Regions from separate parts of the Sus scrofa genome. Here region 2 is linked to region 1. The links are chromatin contacts, called in public HiChIP or PLAC-seq maps. All regions are on one chromosome and are shown on one strand. The core of a region is the stretch at or near the end of the contact, and the rest is flanking DNA. Distances in the headings are between cores, read along the strand shown.

Evidence for each region. HiChIP or PLAC-seq counts read pairs in DNA pulled down with a chosen protein or histone mark.
Region 2: an H3K27ac HiChIP or PLAC-seq map of skeletal muscle shows a contact between it and region 1, with 3 times the contacts expected there. The contact joins two enhancer-like sites. A contact is called at or near these places in 3 of 47 Hi-C or Micro-C datasets (heart right ventricle, mesenteric adipose tissue and retroperitoneal adipose tissue) and 1 of 2 datasets of contacts at active chromatin or transcription factors (skeletal muscle).

The regions. Positions count from the first base shown.
Region 1 is chr1:236,849,952-236,856,281 of Sscrofa11.1, reverse strand. All of the region lies in intron 6 of RECK (reversion-inducing cysteine-rich protein with Kazal motifs), which reads right to left. Among named protein-coding and RNA genes, the nearest start is that of RECK, 32 kb to the right of the region's middle. Within about 2 kb of position 3,136, at least 14 of the 83 cell types and tissues checked have an H3K27ac peak or open chromatin away from gene starts, as enhancers often do. A contact at or near this core is called in skeletal muscle, where this site is marked.
Region 2 is chr1:237,091,966-237,098,295 of Sscrofa11.1, reverse strand. No RefSeq gene overlaps it. Among named protein-coding and RNA genes, the nearest start is that of GNE, 66 kb to the right of the region's middle. Within about 2 kb of position 3,430, at least 21 of the 83 cell types and tissues checked have an H3K27ac peak or open chromatin away from gene starts, as enhancers often do. A contact at or near this core is called in skeletal muscle, where this site is marked.

The DNA of each region.
Region 1 (6,330 bases), core at 1,887-4,386:
AATTTGCTGACCCCTGATATGGAAAGGCACAGCTGTCTCACTTGATGTCACAATCAGACTCAGAGATGTTGCCCAAGCATTTCTTGTTTTTCTTACTGTTCCGTGATAGACATTTCATGTGTAAGTTTACTCTAATTTGTTTTGTTTTTATTTTTAGGTCCACACCCACAGCATATGGAAGCTCCCAGGCTAGGAGTTGAATTGGAGCTGCAGCTGCCAACATACACCACAGCCATAGCAATGCAGGATCCAAGCTGCATCTGTGACCTATACCACAGCTGACGGCAATGCTGGATCCTTAACCCACTAAGCGGGGACAGGGATCGAACCTGTGTCCTCATGGATTCTAGTTGGGTTCATTACCACTGAGCTACAGGACTCCATTTACTGGAATTTGCTTAACTAAAACCTTTTATTTCCACATGATGGCACCTCTAGTGTTAATAAATACAATTTTTACATATCTTTATTTTTACTAATTTTAGGTTTAAAATAATGTTTCCTTCACTCGAGCATACTGATATTTGATTAATTCACCAATTCTGTTGCTTACTTTACACCCATAATGATTTTATAAACTCTGATCATACCCCTCTTTTTGATAAGATTCCTAACCTTAGGTAATTATACCTAAGATATAAACTATAGGTAACTACCTTTTCGCTGCTTAAATTACGGATGATTAGTTTGACAGGGCTTAAAACATACACGTAATGTGTTACAGCACTGGCTTAGTTTCTTCATTTCTTAAGACAGTCAATCTTGAGGTCTTAGGCTAGTCAGTTCTTAAGTCAGATGTCTGAACGCCATCTAGTGGCAAAAGTAGGCAGTAACAAGGTTTATACTCAGGCTTAAACAGAGCCTCTTTTGGATCTTCTGCCACCAAGACTAAACTCTATGTGACTCCATATAACAGCTCCCTCACCCCAATCATCTTACTCTAGACTATATCAAAATTAGAGTGTTAATTGAGGTGAGGATCTACCACAACCTCAGAGACCCAAAGAACAAGTCAGCTTGTGGGAGTTGACAGCATCCCAAGAGTTCTTCAAGTCCCAAAGCCTTCACTACACAGCTGGAGAGACAGAGGAACACAGAAAGGGTAGAGCTGGGGAGAGAACCCAGACTGCTCTCTGTGCCGGTGCTCTTTCATGACACTATCCTGTGAGAAGACTTTGGACTTAATAGTCCAAATTATTCTGAATGTAGCCAATGCCAAGGTTGAATTCCATCTATAGAATAATCTATTTTAAGTCTATTTTTATTTATTTATTTGTCTTTTTATCTTTTTAGGGCCACACCTGCGGCATATGGAGGTTCCCCAGCTGGGGTCTAATCCAAGCTGTTGCTGCCAGCCTACACCAGAGCCACAGCAACGCCAGATCCGAGCTGCATCTTCGACCTACACCACAGCTCATGGCAACGCCGGATCCTTAACCCACTGAGCGAGGCCAGGGAGCAAACACGCATCCTCATGGTTCCTAGTTGGATTCGTTAACCACTAAGCCATGACGGGAACTCCTAAGTCTATTTTTAAAATCAGCATCTTAAAATATGAAAAAAATCATTTTCTTTATGTTATTATTACTCCCCTTAAAATATATGATCATGAATTCTTTCTTCAGGCAGCTGCTTTCCTTAACCAGTTCCCTACCAATAAGCAGTTCTCTTCACCTAGTATTGGGAGCAGTTAACCTGTGGAAAAACCTGGCAGAAAAACTAACATACAGAGTAAATGTCAAGGGAACCTTATGTGATCCTTCAGGCCACAGTGACCTTCCTTCTTGGGGGAAAAGCCTTTGGGTCCATCTGGGAGGTAGACTCTTTCCAACCTCTTGTTCAGAAGTTGGCTCTGCAGATTTACTTTCTTGCCCAGCCACCCACTTTTTCACTTGTGACCCCTTCTAACATTTCTCCATTTGTCTCTATCCTTTCACTGTCCATTGCCCTTCTACAACTACTGGCCCCTCGAGCTTCTTTTCCATTCTCATCAATGATGAAAATGAAACAAATATGGAGCATATGAATCTTATAAAAAAAACAAACAAAACCAGGTTTGAACCTTGGATGCTTTAGTCACTTCTGAACAAAGACCCAAAAGAGCATATTTTATGAACTGCTATTTGATGTTTCCTATTCCCAAGGCTACTGCTTAAAAGTAATGGGGTTGCTTTGTTCTTAAGGCTTCAATAAATAAAATGTGTTAGCTTTTCACAGATGGACTGAGATTTCTCCCAGTTTGAAGTTTTGCATGAAAAACCTAGATTATCAAATGCTAAGTCGGAGAGACCAAATAATTAACCTTTTAAAAATACGTTTTTGTGGGGAAATAACAATTAAAAAAACTCTTTATAAAAAATAAAAATATGTTTTTAAAGCTTGACAAGATGTTTTCTCCTTGTTTTGGACACTACGGCTTTTTAGTGAAAAAAGAAAAGTCTAAGGACTAGAATATGTAAAGGAGTTTAATGTGACATGCATATCACTAAACAAAAGATTCTTCAGTTTCTTCAGCCTCCCAAAAAAGAAATATCATTTCAATAGCTGGATAAAAATGAGCATACCAAATTGAAATAAGATTAATAGGTCTAGACTGCTCGGAGAAGTTTGCTATTATCACCACAGAGCACCAAACCCAGCTGGAAGCAAATTTTTTGGCAAATTAACATCTGCAGCATAACACAAGGTCTAGAACAGAGCTTACAAAGAATATGTGTTTGTGGAAAACTGATGGTGGCAATGGCCCCAGTTTTTCACATTCTCTTATCTATTTCTCTCACACTAACTCTGGACTTAGTCGTGTGATTTACTTTAGTCAAGTGGACAGAAAGTGTGAAATAAGTAGAGGCCTGTGTATATACTTGCATGATTCCACCCCCTCTCTGGGGCCCCGTCACCACCATGGGAATCTGCCTGAGCTAGGCTACTAGAGGGGCTGGAAGAAACACATGGAGGAGAGCTGGAGAGCTGAGCTGATTTAGGCAAGGACATCCTAAACCAGCCATGCCCTGCGTGACCTGCCAGCTGACCACAGCTGCATTAAGTGAGCCCAGCCAGAAGCAGCTAAGCCTGCCTAGATCAGAACTGTCTAAATCTGTGAGAAATCACAAATTGTTACTGTTTGTTTAGGCTATGGAGTTTTGGGATGGTTTGCTACACATTACTGGGATACAGATACGGTATTCAGCGCTTTCTCTCCTCGTTCAAAGAATGCCTAATTCATGGACATTTACACAAGGTTTTCACATAAAACTGCTATTTACTCTGAAACAAAGAACCTTGTGTACCATCCAGAGTGGAAAATTCTTCTGTTAGAAAAAATTCTATCCATGGAGTTCCCGTTGTGGCTCAGCAGAAACAAACCAGACAAGTACCCACGAGGACACGGGTTCAGTCCCTGGCCCCGCTCAGTGGCTTAAAGGATCAGCACTGCTGTGAGCTGTGGTGTAGGTCGAAGGTGTGGCTCAGATACAGCATTGCTGTGACTGTGGTGCAGGCCAACAGCTATAGCTCCAATTTAACCCTTAGCCTGGGAACTTCCATATGCCGATAGTGCGACCCCAAAAAGAAAAAAAACAAAAAAACTATCTATAAAAGTAACTGTAGCACCTATCTACAGGCAACAAATTTTTGTTCATCCTTTAAGTCTTACCTGCTCTGTGAAGACTTCCCCAATACCTTGGGCAGGGTTTTTTCTTCCAGGCTTCAACTTGTCCTGTACAGACATCTAGCAATGTACTTGCCTCACTGTTGTGTGATGGACTATCTGCATTTCTCTATTTCCAAGGACTAGGCTATGAACTTCTCACAGAGAGTGGCTAAATCCTCCCATCTCTGTACTCTGAGAACAGTGCCTAATACACATTAAGCATATCAATTCAATGAATGTTGAAGGAATGAATGAATGACAGATGCAAAGGCAACTGAGACATGGGCTCTGCTCCCAAGAACTCATGAGTTTAGTATTAAAAAGTGACATGTAAACAAAGAGTTACCCTGTATGGTGACAAATGCTATAATAAAGCATGAAAAGTGTTTATAAGTAGCAAATAATTTTTTTGTGTGTGGAAGGAAGAGGACTGGGCTGGAAAGATTTTAAAGAGGAACCATATAAGCCAGGTTTGGATAGGGGCTGTAGTATGCTGGGGTGGGGAGACATTTCACAGGGGTGAGAGTAAAGAGGAGATTTGACTTATAATATTTGCTGATATTTTATGGTATAAATATCCCCATCACAGCTGCTTCCAAGTTAAAAACAGGCTTGCAAAATTCCTGAACATTTAACAACCAGCTCTCCCTAGCTGGTAGGAGCTGGCGCCAGCCTATTACTGGGCAGGGATGCTAAGATGGATTCAGGGAAAGGGAATTCCAGCAGGACAAGAGGTGGTACAACTATAACCTGGGACGTTATAAGCCGTGAGCTGCTGAAGTGTTAAGGAGGGAAGAGTCAGGTCAGGGGCTAGATCAAGAAAAGATTAGCTATACCAGGCTGAGGAACATGAACTGTATCTTACAGGTGAGTCATTACAGAGTATCAAGACAAGGAGTGATAAGACCACGTTGGGTCTTTAAAGAGGTCACCCTAGGAGAAGTGGAAACAGTAAATTAGAGGAGAAATTAGGGATAGGAAAGCTAGTTGGGCAGCTATTATAGTAATTTCCAAGTTATATAAAGGCCTGAGATAGGCAGTAATTGAGGATATGGAAAGGAGACAAATTTAAAACAATTTCAGGGGCAAATCTTTAGGGTTTGACAGCCAGTTTTTCTGTAAGCGGTGGTGACAAAGAGGAAATGAGTAGACGATACTTCTTAGGCTTTTAGTTTGTGTCTGGGAGGATTGCACTGGAACAATCAAGCAAGAAATATAAGGAAAATGATGAGTTTTTGTCTAGGGATGTGTATATGTGTGGTGTTGTGTAGCAGAAAGGTGGCGGGAAGGAAAGTTAGGGAAGGTAACAGGTGTCTGGCTGATTTGAAATGTTAGTTGAACATCACAAACACACATAACCAGGAGTTCCCGTCATGGCTCAGTGGTAATGAACGCAACTAGTATCTATGAAGATGTGGGTTTGATCCCTGGCCCTGCTCAGTGGGTTGGGGATCTGGTGTTGTCAAGAGCTGTGGTGTAGGTCAAAGACGCAGCTTGGATCCCGCGTTGCTATGGCGGAGGCCAGCAGCTGCAGCTCCAATTTGACCCTTAGCTTGGGAACGCCCTTAAAAAAAAAAAACAAAAAACAAAAAAACAAAACCACACACATACCCAGTAGTGACTCAGGAGCTCAGAAAAAGAGGTTAGCAAAGATTCTGGAGTTATCATATTGGGGCAATTCAAGTTATGGGAACAGATAAGATGGCCTAGGGAGAAAAATCTGGCCATCTGGATTAGACTAGGTCACAATCTAATCAGACTTGATCAGATTTCCCCTCTGGAATTATCTCATTCAGGCAACTTCTGAGAAAAATGGACTGGAGAGGAAATACAGTAGCTCAAGGAGACTAAACAGGAGTTATTCTCCTCCCCAGTACAAAATATGACAAAACAAAACAACATACAACTGGAACACAATCAAAGTTTTACACTACCTTAAGCCAGTACTGCAGGACCTAATAGGTTTCGCTCTTTTTGGAGCTCATCAGCTGCAGGTAACGGCTCAAGTCCAGTCTGATATAGCATAACCTGTATGGCATTTTACCATTTACAAAGCCTTCATTCAACCTTCTATTTACTATGTACTGACAATTCTCAGAGTTTCCTCTGTACGAACTAAAAGAAGCTTTACATCCAGGTCCCGAAGGCTCTGCTAGGGCAACGTACCACATGATTCTTTCTGCTAAAAAAAAAAAAAAAAATTCTACTTGCCACAAAGCCAACTGTCCACAGCCTAGCCTGTCACCTGCCATCTAAGACGGCCTATTTTTGGATCTACTGCAGCACTGAGACAACCCCACTGAGGAACAGGAGCTCTCCAGTTGTCCAGAGAACCCTGCTCGTCCTACATCCCTGCCCTCCCAGCTCTAAATTTTTAGGGCTATTTTTTCATCCCTTTTCCTTTATGTTTCTGGTAGTGAATCTAGAATCAAGGTTAATTTGAGAGAAAGGAACAAATAAAATTAAAACTCAGAAATCTTTAAAGCAGAATACTTTACTGTTACAGTTCCTGTGTAGCCCATATAAACATTCATAAATATGCACCATATACGGGCATCCAGGGGTATGACAGTGTGCGGTAAGCTAACATGTGTGTTACAGAGGTGTAGAAGAGGAATATATAAATACACACACACATATACATATATATATATTTACTTTTATGTGCATAAAATATCTCT
Region 2 (6,330 bases), core at 2,181-4,680, 240 kb before region 1:
CAGATACAGCTTGGATCCTGTGTTGCTGTGGCTGTGGCATAGGCCAGCAGCTGTAGCTCCGATTGGATCCCTAGCCTGGGAAACTCCATGTGCTGTGGGTGCGGCCCTAAAAAGAAAAAAAAAAACAGAGAGAGACAACCTCTAGTCAAGGTGTTTGTTTTATGAAATAAACTGTGTTACAAGGTTACAAGGCAGGGTGTGGTTTTTTTTTTGTTTTTTTGTTTTTACTGCATAACAAATCATTTTAACATTTAGCAGCTTAAAATAATAAGCATGTATTATATCACACAGTTTCTGAGCGTCAGGAATCCAGGAATGGCTTAGCTGGCTCTGGCTCAAGGTCTCTCATAAGATGGGATCGAGCTGTCAGCTGATTGCAGTCTCCGGAGACTCACTGGGAGCTGAAGGGTCTGTATCCAAACTCATTTACATGCTTGTTGGCAGCCCTCCCTTCCCCACTTAGGGCCTCTCCAAAGGGCTGCTGATCATGGGAGCTTGCTTCCCCCAAAGCAAATGATCCAAGAAAGAGAGCTCAAGTCTTTCACGGCCTAGTAGCCTTATAACCTAATCGTGGAAGTGATATGCCATTTCTTTTGCTGTATTCTACTGGTCACACAACAGCCCAGCCATGATGTGGGAAGGGACTACTGACAGGTGTGGATACTGGGAGGCGTGGATCAGTGGGGGCCACCTTGGAGGCAGTCCCTGTCAAGATGTCCCTAGGGGTTCAGGAGAATGACTAGGAGAACATCTCTAGGGGCACAGGAGAATACACATGGATCTCCTGGAGATTTGGAACCAGAGTCCTAAGCAGCTCACTGCCAAGGACAAATGTTCTTTATGTCTCTCAACTTATCTCTCTTGTATTGAATGCTGAATAATTAAGTTGCATCACCTTTTGCACCAAAACTTTCCTGTCAATGAGAATGTTCCATGTAGCCCCATGGTATGTACACTGGGTATGTCCAGGGCTGAGCTTCTCCCAGTTTGAGAAGCAGGGCAGGGGGACCTATTCCAGGACTGGTGAGATGGTCTGGGGAGGCCAAAATGACAGTTGTTTAGAAGAATCAGTAGCTAAATTAAAAGGCTGCCTGAGGAGTTCCCGTGGTGGCTCAGCAGAAAAGAATCTGACTGGTATACATGAGGACACAGGTTCAATCCCTGGTCTTGCTCAGTGGGTTAAGGATCTGGTGTTGCCATGAGCTGTGGTGTAGGTCACAGACAAAGCTCGGATCCCACATTGCTGTGGCTGTGGTGTAGGCCAGTGGCTACAGCTCTGATTTGAGCTGGGGACCTGGGAAGCTCCATATACTGCTGGTGCAGCCCTAAAAAAGACAAAAAAAAAAAAAAAAAAAAAAAAAAGCCTGCCTGAGGAAGCTCATGAGCCTACATACACATACACACAGATATGCTGGAAACAATTCAATGTCCATCAGTGAAAGCGGGTTAATAAATGTGATGGGACATTAATGCAAGATTCTTTCTGTCTCCATTTCAGCTGTGACCCCAAAGGCTGAGAGTACAAGGTAGAGGCTTGATTCCCCTGCATCCCAAGAAAGGAGCCAAACCACACATGCAGGACATGCTAAGGTATCCTGAAACCAGCCTGGCAGGAGGCCACAAGGGCAGAGGGCTGGAAAGGTATTGGGGTGCTGAGGCTTCCCACACACCCCCACCCCTCCCCAGAGGAAGAAATGCTTCTGCCCCACCTAAAGCTATGTGAGAGGAACATTTTGGGAATGAAGGGAGGGCTCCCATGTGCCCTAGACTTTGGGGACAGAGAGGACAGGGTCTAGGGTCTGGCTGAGACGTGGAGAGGATGGCCAGGAGAGGCTGGTGAGGCTGCCCAGGCAGGAGCTGCCTTCCCACTGACAGTGCTGGATGGCAAGCTTGAGAGTGAACTCCCTGCATTTGAATGTCTAGAAGGATAGAAACCAGAACCACAGCAGTGACCCTGCAGAGGGGAGTGGAATTAGAAGCCGAAAGGAGTGGAAAGAAACTCTGATTTTTTTTTTTTTTTTTTTTGAGGTCTATACCTGCAGCATACGGAGGTTCCAGGCTAGGGGTCTAATCAGAACTGCAGCCACTGGCCTACGCCACAGCCACAGCAATGTGGGATCTGAGCCGCGTCTACGACCTACACCGCAGGTCACAGCAATGCCAGATCTTTAACCCACTGAGCAAGGCCAGGGATCGAACCCGCCACCTCATGGTTCCTAGTCAGATTCATTTCTGCTGAGCCATGACTGGAATTCTTTTTTTTTTTTTTTTTTTTTTTTTTGTCTTTTTAGCTATTTCTTGGGCCGCTCCTGCGGCATATGGAGGTTCCCAGGCCAGAGGTCGAATCGGAGCTGTAGCCACCGGCCTACGCCAGAGCCACAGCAATGCGGGATCCGAGCCGAGTCTGCAACCTACACCACAGCTCACGGCAACGCCAGATGTTAACCCACTGAGCAAGGGCAGAGACCGAACCCGCAACCTCATGGTTCCTAGTCGGATTCGTTAACCACTGCGCCACGACAGGAACTCCTGGAATTCTTTTCTCTCATTTAAAGGCAGAACTCTGACCAGGTGGGGAGGGCGGCAGCTGGCCAGTCCCATCTCTGCTGCAGCAGACCTGCCAGCCACAGAGAACTCATCTTTTCTCTGGCTGCCCACAGCAAGGAGGGCTTCCAGCCAGCACTTGGGACAGGTCTGTGTTCAGGACCGGGACTAGTGGGGAATTAGCACCTTGAGAGTCCTGTCTGTCTCTGGGGGGGACGCTGCCCCCTGCCCAGACCTCACTGCTCCCTCGGTTCCCCCCTCCCCCATGTGAACTTGGCTCCCTAGACCCTACCCCCTACCCCCTCGCCCCTCCTCCCTCTTCTTAGTCCACCCATCTTCAACTGAGGTTAACTTTTAGACAGGAAAACCTAGGCACACCAGGACAAGGGAGTTCCCTGAGGACAAGCAGGGGGTGAGAGGTAGGGCCAGGGCCAGGACCAAGATTTCCTAGTGGCTGGTACCATGTTCTTCCCATGAGTGGCTTCATGTGGGAGGTGGGAGCAAGGGGACTTTTTCCTTCCTTCCCTCTCCCCAAACCCACAACCCATGTATTTGCTCTTTGGCAAGTGAATAGGTTTGACAGGTTTGGGGGTTTGCTTGTTTTTTTGTTGTTTTTTTTTTTTTCCTAACACTGGATTCCGAGGGGAATTTAAGAGTCCTCTGTACTGAATCTGCCTGGGTAAACCGCAGCTTCACCCGATGAGAAACTGGAGCTCTGTTACACGGCAGCGATCTTCCTACACCCCGACTCCTCTTTAATGGACACATTAGCTGGGGCCGCCAGGGAAATATCCCTGGTGCAGTAAATCGGATGCCCTGCAGCCCAGAGCTTGGCCTCCCCAGAGCCGTCCACACCAGTTCAGGGGCCGTCAGCTGCCAGCAGAGCCTCCCCGCTCTGGTTCGCGCCTCTCCCTGTTGGCTCGTGGCCACACCCTTCCATCCCCCAGGACGACTTGGGATATGGGGCGGCCCCAGAGTCAGCGTGTCCTTGACGCATGGCCAAACTCTACAATAACCTTCTTAATGAAACGGGGAAACTGCAAAGTTCAAGTGGGTGTTTGGTCCTGAGCTTTGGCTTATACAGTCAGAGATCAAACAGCCACAGTCTCAGCAAACAAAGACCTTAAAGTTCCTCTCAATCTTCTTGAGGAAAAGATGTTTGCGGTCTGGGAGGCTTTCAATAGGCCGGGCAGGTGTTAGGAGCCATCTGGGAGCTTTAGGCAGACAGCTGCTGAGTCTCCAAGGGCGCCAGCTGCTGCTGTGCTGTGAGGGAAGCACAAGGGCTGGGGGCTCTGAGCTTCTCCTGGTTCAGCTCTAACTCACGAGCTTAGATCCTGTCTTATGGTGTTTCGGGGTACAGCAATGGGGAGTGTCGGCTCTGACGCTCCCTATCTGTACCTCTCTGGGGCCCTCCACCCGTTCTTCTCCCAGCATCTCCATCCTGTTCTCAGCTGGCCCTGGATCAACTTGCGAGGGCAAAAGACATGAGCAACAAAGGGCTTTGTGTCTTCTGAAAAGGATGTGGAAACGGAACTCAGCCTATTTTGTGTTTTCAGAGCCTCCTCTTTGCCAGCTGCTCTTCTGTGCTTTTCTTAATCTTTCTGTGTGCGCTGAGTCACCCCCTGGTGTTATTTATTTAACGCATAAATAAAATGTGTGATTTTACACATTAGAACTAGCATTGTGAGATTCAGGGAAGCCCATGGACCGCGTCTCACAATGCTCGTTCTAACGTGAAAAATAAGCATGAGGGACTGTAGAGGGAACCAAGCGTATTGAAATAGAGTTATTAAAATGTTATGGATGCAAACTATTGCCTTTGGAATGGATTAGCAATGAGATCCTGCTGCGTGGCACTGGGAACTGTGTGTAGTCACTTATGATGGAGCATGAAAATGTGCGAAAATAGAATGTGTACATGTATGTGTAACTGGGTCACCTTACTGCACAGTAGAAAAAAAATTGTATTGGGGAAATAATTAAAAAAAATGTAAACAAGGTTGTGATATGGAAAAAAAATGCTCCTTTACTAATGTATTAAATGACTGGATCTAACTCGAGGTCTAATTACAGCTATGATTTTGAGGTGATAGTTCAGGGTCTCTGGGATGACCAGAGTGTTAGGTGTTGGCATCTGTGTTTCTAGTTGTGACAACGTCACAGGTTCTCCAAAGCATGTGGTTTGTGGCCTACATGCTTAACTGAAAGAAAATGTAAATTGCAGTTAGAGGTTAATGACAATTGGGGTGTGATTTTTGTCTTTGCTAAAGAAAAACAGATCCTCTGTGTTCTGTCTCGGGGGCCCCGAGTCAAAGGCTTGCACCTGCTGCGGGCTCTTTGCCTGGTAGTGCTGGCCCAGGTCTCGCAGGCTGGCTCCCTACTTTATTCTCACCTCCCACTCTCCCTCTTTCTCTCTCCCCTCTTTTGACCTCTTCTGGCTGCTGCGCCTGCAGAGCTAGGGTTAACATTTTGCAATTAAGATTGACTTGGCTCCAGTCCGACTAGGAACCATGAAGTTGCGGCTCGGTCCCTGGCCTTGATCAGTGGGTTAAGGATCCGGCGTTGCCGTGAGCTGTGGTGTGGGTTGCAGATGCAGCTTGGATCCTGCATTGCTGTGGCTCTGGCATAGGTCGGTGGCTACAGCTCTGATTAGATCCCTAGCCTGGGAACCTCCATATGCCACAGCTGTGGCCCTAGAAAAGGCAAATAAAGATTAAAAAAAAAAAAAAGATTGACTTGGCAAAGGGCGGCAATTGTGTTTAACCCCCCCCCCAATGACCCCTGCCACCCTACCAGACAGGTAGTGGGTCAGACTCCAAACCCGATCCAAGATAATGCTTTCCCCACCAGGCCGGGGGGCGGGGGGGGGCCTCCCACTCATTGATCTGTTTTTTCCCCAAAGAAGAGTGATGACCGTCCCTGCTTCCCTCTGGCCTCTAGAAAGCATTTATCCAAACAAAGAGCAGCCAGCTCGGCCTGCGATAGGAGAATTTTCAAGGCTACCAGTCCACCTCGGGCAGCAGCACGCTTGCTCCCTTGCTCTTGCCTCTCTGTTCTTCAAGGGCTGAGGCTTGGTGCTCCCCAAAATGAGGGGGTTCCAAAATGTCATTTGGCAAAGATTTAATGATAACGCTCCTCCCATCACAGGCACTACAAAACTGGAGAAAGGATCCAAACCTCTCCCTCTCAAGGCCAGACTGGCTTATGTTTACTATCTGTGTCCTGCAAACATTCATCAGAAAGGCTTTTTGACCCAACACAGGGGAAATAAAAGCCACACTATCTCCCACGCAGAGCTCTGGGGCTGAACAAAGGCAGACCCACAAAGGCAGGACCTGGCTTCTGCCCTCTTTGCCTCGGATTTAGAAACCTGTTTACCAGACAGACCTCTTCCTGGATGGCTCACCTGGCCCCCACTCCACATCCTTGTCACCCTGTTACAGTCCACTGAGGGAATCTAAACAGCCGCCTTGAGTATTTCATTCATGCATTTATTCACCCATCCACCAAATGCTCCATGAATATATAGGTGTGTGTATGACCTGACACCATGTGAATGAAACGAATCTCAGCTCACAATGATTGGATTAAATTATTTCTCGCTCTCTTATTTTTGTTTTTGGCTGCCCCTCAGCATATGAAGTTCCTGGGCCAGGGATCAGATCTGAACCACAGTTGCAACCTATGCTGCAGCTGTAGCAATGCCGGATCCTTAACCCATGGCGCCCGGCCAGGAATCGAACCTGCATCCTTGAGCTCTGGAGACACTGCAGATCTTCATTGTAC